2 separate regions of the Anser cygnoides genome follow, and region 1 is linked to region 2. A link is a contact called in public Hi-C data. All regions are on one chromosome and are shown on one strand. The core of a region is the stretch at or near the end of the contact, and the rest is flanking DNA. Distances in the headings are between cores, read along the strand shown.

Evidence for each region. Hi-C and Micro-C count contacts between places; a contact is called where the count stands out from the background.
Region 1: a Hi-C map of liver shows a contact between it and region 2, with 5 times the contacts expected there. The contact joins the enhancer-like site here to the promoter of DBH in region 2. A contact is called at or near these places in 2 of 7 Hi-C or Micro-C datasets (both in liver).

What each region holds. Positions count from the first base shown.
Region 1 is chr20:4,436,748-4,440,181 of Taihu_goose_T2T_genome, reverse strand. It overlaps CACFD1 (calcium channel flower domain containing 1), which reads left to right. Exons shown (of 5, transcript XM_066980695.1): 2 at 3,239-3,311. Among named protein-coding and RNA genes, the nearest start is that of CACFD1, 3.7 kb to the left of the region's middle. Within about 2 kb of position 1,616, at least 1 of the 3 cell types and tissues checked has open chromatin away from gene starts, as enhancers often do. A contact at or near this core is called in liver, where this site is marked.
Region 2 is chr20:4,334,866-4,338,750 of Taihu_goose_T2T_genome, reverse strand. DBH (dopamine beta-hydroxylase) reads left to right here and starts at 2,044. Exons shown (of 13, transcript XM_066981006.1): 1 at 2,044-2,130; 2 at 2,133-2,492. The coding sequence starts at 2,059.

The DNA.
Region 1 (3,434 bases), core at 367-2,866, 100 kb before region 2:
TGAGAGTTTTACGTGTTTGGGTGAATGTGGGAGAAGAAACAGGCAGGAGGATTGCCGATGGCTCGGGGAGTCAGACAGCTTGCTCTGTGGCCTGGGCAGTCTCACTTTGTGGGGTCTGTGGGGCAGAAAGCAAGTCAGCCGGGGTCACAGGCTCCTGGTAGGAGCAGGGACCCGGGAGGTCATGGAAGGAGGCAATCCTCCATGCTGGTGACAGGCCTCCTCAAAACGCTCCTTGTTCAGCATCGCCTTGTTGAAGGTGGCCTGTTAGGACAAGGGCTGACTGATAACTAGGCAAGGTTGGAGTGTGCCTCTAATTTCAGAGCTCGCTACGAAGGAACAGAACTCATTTATACGGATTTTGGACGTCTGGGTTGTGGCTGCTACAGGCCTAGGTTATTTTATGCAGGAGGAAGAATTTCCTGTAGGATGGATGGGAAACTTTGTCAGTGGAGGTGAGGCTGGGAGGTGACACCTACCACGTGCCAACACCTGTAACCAGCAAGATCAAGCCAGAAAGGGCTGGGAGGTGGAGCACAAGCGAGACAAACAAGGCTCAGGGTCTGTTTCTGGCTCCTGCACAGCCTGGCTTGGTGACCTCGGTCGAGTCCCCTCTCCCCCTTGTGTTCCCATTTGTAAAAGGACGATGGGAGTCTGTGGCTTTTGTAAAATGCTCTAGGAGCAAAAATAGGGTTGCATTGAGGACAGTGACCAGCTGCTTGGAATGAATAGAGGCTTTGTGGGGGGTGGTGTGTTTTTTTTTTTTTTTTACTTCCTCGTTTTAGCTCCCAGTTATTTGTGCTTCCCCAGGGCCTCAGGACGGGACAGCAGTTAAACAAATGGCAGGACTGTCTTCCATAGCTTACGTGCCATCGAGCATTATCTGAATTTGAAGCCTCTTGTGAGGCTTTGTTGTGCAAAAAGAAGCCTCTGGGTTGGCTCCGCGTCCCTTTTGGCTACAGAGGCAGGAGCCGATCCTGCCCCAGCGGGACCAGGATGTGCCAGGCTGCCGCAGGATGCATTGCACTGCAAAGGAGACTGAAGGTCACCGAATCGTTATCTCTGTGGCTGTTGGCAACCACCACTGAGTGCAGTGCTCCTGCGATTATAAACCTTTGACTCCTTTCCTGCTGGTTGGTGCTCGTGCTGACGTAGGGACTCGCTCAGCTCAGGCCTGCTGGGTCATTAGTCCATTGGCAACCAGGGCGATCGCTTCGCTGAGGCTCCTGTGAGGACATTCAGTGGTCAAGGGTTGTTTTGGGATGAAAACAAAACTTGAAGAACTGAACCAAAGCCCTGACAAAGCGAAACCCTGATTGACTAGGGTAAAAAGAAATAAAAAAATAGTAGGGCCAAAGTCCTGCTTGGAAAATAACATTCTGCCTCCCTAGGTTTGCTCTGTGGTTGAGGCTGATTTTGTAGCTCTGAACCTCTTGCACTGCTCTGCTCCACTGTGCTGTTAACCAGGGCAGGGCTCTGCCCTTGCCCTTTCAGTGGTAGTCAAGGTGCTGCTGGGTTTTGCTGTTCTGCTAATAATAAAATGCTTGAAAGTCATTTAAGGTTATTTTCAGAAGTGTGTTTTTCTGTGAAGAAAAAGTGTTAGAAGTCCATGGTGCGGACTTGTGTCACAAGTGTCACAAGTCCCCTGAGCTCCTCTTCCGAGAGCATCCAAGGGTTTTTTGGTCACAGAGTTAGAAACGTCCCTGCCTGCTGCTCCTTACAATCCTGCTTGCTGGTGCTTTGCCAGCTCTCCGTCTGTTTGCGTGTGTGCATCATCCCACCCCGGTGCCTCAGTTTCCCCCTGCAGTGCAGGGACACTGACACTGATCCCTTTGTGATGGGAGGATGAGAAGTGCCCTTGGAGCGCGGCTGGTAGCATGTCCTGTGGCATTTCTGCTCTGTAGGGATCTTGTTCTAGCAGGAATCTCCAGGAGATTTTGGGTCCTAGGGGACAGTCCTAGGAAGCCTCTAAAAATAAACCTGTTTGGTTGTTTTCTAAAATCAGGGGGCCACTTGCTTGTGGGGTGACCTTAGCCTGGTCCTATCATAGGCCTGCAGCTCTGTTTCCCAGTCTGGTAAATAAGGGTAAATATTCTTGAGGAAACCTTGAGGATTCAGCAGTGGATGCCTGAAGGAAACCTTGCAAACTCGTGCCAAGCTTTTGAAGGTCAGGACTGCTCACAGCAGCCCTGCTCAGGGATTCCCTTAGCAAAACATGAGCAGACTTCAGAAATACCTGGATCCAGGCTGATTCTCACATTCACACCGCTCTCTTCATTATTCAGCTGCACATCCCAGGCCAGCCTTTAAGGGCTGTATAATTTCAGATGCGGTTCTGCACTGTGTTGTTGTTTACTGGGGATGCAGCCCCTGCCTCGCCGCCCTCCCTCCCGTGGGCTCGGGTTCCCAGGTGAGCAGCAGCAGCCTCTCGGTGTCAGCGGGGGAAAGGGGCCGTATCGAGTGCAGGGAGCTCTTTGCAAGTTTAATGAGGCAGGAGGTGGGTGCCTGCAGCCTGGCTGCTGGCTGCTTCCTCTCCTGGCATTACGAATTCAGGAGAGCAGGAGCTATTCTGGGCCTTGCTTTAACCAGCAGCCACTTCCATTTGTATTAGCAGAGACCCAAAACTGGCTCTTTTCTGCCAATCTTTAGCAGAGTTGCACAGAACTAGCAGTGTGTGACCAAGACCGGGTTCACCTCTCCTTTATTTTCAGCCTGAAAGGGCTGCAAGTAATTTTTTTGCTGAACTTTTCCCCGTGCTGCTCTGAGATGGGTGCCGGCAGGGTCGTCTTTGTTCAGTCCTGGGGCAAACCAGTGGTTCCTTTGCAAATAAAACCCGGGGTGCCACGTATGTGACCGCACATAAAAGCAAACACTGTTCTGAGCAGGCGTCACACTGAGGCACCAAGCATTCAGAGCAGAAGGATACCTGGATGCTGGGCCAGGTAGGATGGGAACAAACCCTCCACCTGCATCCTGCTCTCCTCGGGCCATCAGCCCTTCTGTGCTGGTCTGTGCACGCTGCTCTGCAGTGCCCGGAGGTGCCAGCCAAGGCAAGGACCCTTCTGGGCAGCTCCAGCGCTGTCTGTCCGGACAGATGAGCCCAAAGCACAGGAGGGCACAACCCTGCTGGTGTGGCTGCAGGGCAGGCTGGAGCTGGGAGAAGCCAGCCCTGCTGGCCAGCCTCCGACCCCGCTGTCCTGTGGGTCTTTGTGGTCACCGAAAGCCTCTTCTTGCCTTCCAGCCTGTGCCTTTGCTGGTCTGTGGAACTGCGTCACCATCAACCCCCTGAACATAGCAGCTGGCGTGTGGATGATGTGAGTGGAGTTTCTGTTCTTTTTTTTTTTCTGCCGGGAGGGAGATGGGATCCTTGGGGGTCCCTTCCCGCTCAGGGTACCCCGTGATTCTGGCCATTAGGCACCACGGAGCGAGGGGCAGAG
Region 2 (3,885 bases), core at 795-3,294:
TTCTCCGGGGGCTGAGGGCACTCTGCAGGTGTGCTCTGTGCATCACTGTGCTCTCAGCTCTTCTGTGCCTGGGGGAAATTGGGCAGCCTCCGCAGGAGCAGAGCAGAGGGGCTCTGGGAGGGGCTAGCACCAGTGCAATGGTGCTGGTGTCAGCGCCGGCGAGACCTTGCTGTCTCTGTGCCTTGTCTCTGTGCTCTGCCCTGAGGACAGAGGTTGGACCCGCGGCCCCCCGGTGTACCTCTCACCTGTGGGACCCGCTCTGTGCCTGCCCCAAGCAGCTGGGGGGTCGGAGTCAGCAAACTGGCACTGCTACATCTCGTTCAAGTCCTAAAATAAACCCAGGAGCAAGGAGAGGAAGGCTTGATCCTCACTTCTTGCCTGGATTTACGAGCAGTGGCTTGGAGAAACTGAAGCGGGGGAGAGATATACATATTTTTTTCTCCTCTTTAAGTAAATTCCCACTGCTTATCTCCAAAGTTCAGCTGTTTTCAAGCTGACCTGCCCGCCTTATGCTGTTCTGCTGCAAATTCCTTCTGTACAGGAAAGCTCAGGAGCTCCACTTGCACATGCCAGCAACCTGGGGATTCATCTCTAATAGACGGAGGTAGAGCTCGTTAGCTAAGGACCCCCTCTTGCCCCCCGATGAGGATCATTTTCCTTCCTGCCACGCTGACAGCGTGGCTTCGTTCCCCTTGCAACTCGGAAACAAAGCCAAGAGAGGAGGAGAAGCCGTGCTTGGAGGGTAGGAACGGGGCAAGGCAAAAATCTGTTCTCAGGGCCCTTTGTCACGCAGCCAGCTGTCTGCCCGAGGAACCGGGGCTGGCATCCGAGGGACACCCATCTGAGGCTGCCAGCATCTCGCTCAGCACGGCTGGGACCGAGCCCAGGAGCCGGGGGCACGGCGGGGACGCTGCCTCCTCCTGCAGGGTGCGGAGAGGCTGAGCGGTGCCACCGAGGAGGTGCAGCCCCTCGGCTGCTCCCCGCCTGCTGCAGCCTCCCCGGGGTGCTGCGGGGTTCGGTGCCACCTCCTGCAGGCACCGAGAGGCTTCGGGGGGGAAGGAGCGTTCCCAGCCTGTCTCTGGTACCTCCTCACTGTGCCATCCTGACGTGTGATTTTGAAGCTGACACCAGCAGCAGCTGGGGTTTGCCGATGACACCCTCGTCTGGAGAGCTCGGCTCGTCAGCTTTGCTTTGTGTCGGTCTTTGCCTGGCAAAGCTGAGTGAGAGAGCACCCGTAAGCCAGAGGTCACCCTGCAAGGAGAGCACCGTGGGTCGATCGCCGTGCCCCTGGATAACCGCCGTGTCTCAGGACACGATGAGAACCTCATTGAGTGCAGCAGAGGTGCACACGTTGATGATTCATTGCAACACCGGGCACCAAGCTCCATCCTCGCGTTACGCAGCGCTGGGGAACCGGCTCTGCCCGGCGACATTGCTGCAAGGACCGCGAGCGAAACCCGAGCTCCACGGGGACGGAGGGGACTCCGGGAGGCATCCAAGGGCGCTGCTTGTCACGGGAGCTGGCACTGATACAACGGGGCCACAAGCTCCGAGTGTAAACCAGGCAGTGTGTGTGTATCAGAGCTTGAGGCTCTTCGTTCCGGTTAGCGCAGAAAAGTTAATATCCAAAAGAGAACGCAGCAGGCCAAAGAGATGAGAAGGGGGATGGTGGGGGACAAAAGGGTATCTTCAAACCAGAGCTGAAGTCCCAGCTGCTACAAAAACAAAGGAATAACAACTATTTAATGCCTCCAAAGGAGCAGGCAGGCAGGGCCTTCGACGGGAGCCACAGCGGGGCCACACAGAGCCGTCGACAGGCAGCAGCGGCAGGGCACAGCATGGCCGTGCAAGGAGCAGCTTGCAAGAAAGCGGCACTTTGCAGCCACTAAGGATGATTTAAGAGCAAATAACATCAGCCCAGTCGAGTTCAATTGCTATTGATAATGTCCATGTGCAATTAGAGCCAATTAAGGGGAGGCAGAGAATGACAAGTGTTTGGCCAGGAGGTGGGGGGGTGGGGGGGGAGTCAATACCACAATCCAATTTCCCCACAACCAAATGCAATTAAAGAGTATCGCTTACCCGGCTCGCCCAGGAGGGCCAGCGCATAAATGGCAAAAGCCAGGAGGGCGGCTGCCATCCTGCCCAGCATGCAGACCTCCGGCAGCAAGCCGTGCCCCTGCCCCGGCTTCAAGCTGCGGGAGGTGGCGTCCGTGTACTTCACCATGATCGCCGTGTTCCTGGTCATCCTGGTGGCCGCCCTGCAGGGCTCGGCGCCCCGCGGCACCTATTTTCCCTACAAGGTGCCCCTCGATCCCCAGGGGCTGCTCGAGCTCTCCTGGAACGTCAGCTACCCCGAGCAAGCGGTGTACTTCCAGATCCTCAGCAGGGAACTCAAGTTCGGGCTCCTCTTCGGGATGTCGGACCGGGGAGAGTTTGAGAATGCGGACCTGGCCGTGCTCTGGAGCGACGGGCACAGCTCGTATTTTGGGGTGAGTTGCACGTGTTTTGTCACGGCTGCTTTTGGGGTTGCTGCCCGACGGGTGAATCTGATCTATTTAATTGGGGCAGAGCTGGTCCAGAGCACGGCACGGGGCTGAGCGGGGCTAGACTGCTCTCGCTGCTCAATGAAAGTGGTCCAAAAGAGCTGGGGGGGTTCTGGTCCAGAGGCCTATGCTGTGGGCTTGGTATAGGATCTGAAATCCGAAGAGAAAGGGATAAATGCAGTAACTCTGCTGTACTCATCCGCAAGCGCTCCAACAGGTGGTTGCACAGAGAGCTCGGCTACACGCAAACGCAGGCTGCATCGACAGCTTGGTTCGCCTGTGCGCTGCCCTCAGCCGCATTAAAAATTAACCACCGCTCCCATTCCTGACTTTGAGAAAGCGCAAAAGTTATCAACCAGCAAGTCTGCTCCTGCCAGCGCCAATGAGCCGCCTGCAACTCACGTTTGCAGCTACAGCAGAGATCAACAGGACACGGGAAAACCCAATCCGACGGCCGCCTGCCAGCAGCGTGGTGTTATCAGAAATTAAACAGGCAGAAGTATTTGGGCGGTATGCAAATGCCCGGTGGTAGCAGATGGGGAGGGGGAACTCGTTTGTAGCTTTGCCATTTGATTTTTTTGTCCTTTCTTACACAGTCCGTTTGTCCAGGCTCTCCTGTGGTTTGTCTTTCCGCCGGGGCTGGAGCTGCAATACCTCACCCCGTGCCCTCCGGCAGCTCCCTGTCCCCAGATCACCACGTTAGGTTTATTGCAATTGCGCTTCACTGCAGAAAGCAATTCACATTTTCCCTGTGTGAAGCTTTCCAGTAAGTTAAATTTTACCTCTCTGCTTACTTGAAATTAGCCGTAAAATATATTCTTTCACAATCAGCTGCAATGTGATCTGCAGTGCAATGAAAGGATGAAAAGGAGGGCTTATTATCTGTACTGTTTTCCTGCTAATTACCAGCCATTCAGGATGTGTGATGACCCAAATGCTACAGTATTTCACAGCATCATGTTAAAAAAAACATAAAGGATCATTGCTAATCTGCCTTCTTGTGCTCACTGGAAGACAAACAGCGCTGAATTAAACGCCGAGCAGCATTGGGGCTCTCTCTTTCAGTTGGTGCTGAAGAGCATCCTGCAAGGAGCTCTCTGTAAACCTCTACAGCCCTGGTTTTCTCTCTCCCAGCAGTCTTTCTGCTGGATAAGGATGTCAGCTGTTAAAGAGATCCAAATTTGCTCACCCCCCCATGTACTATGAGATTAATTTGCACAACGCACTCCTATGAAAACAAATGTCATGCTAGCTTCATGTAGCTGATTTTATTCTCCCCCTCTAAGGACAATATGTTCTCGAAATATCACTCTATACTTCTGGCTGAAACGATGCCAAG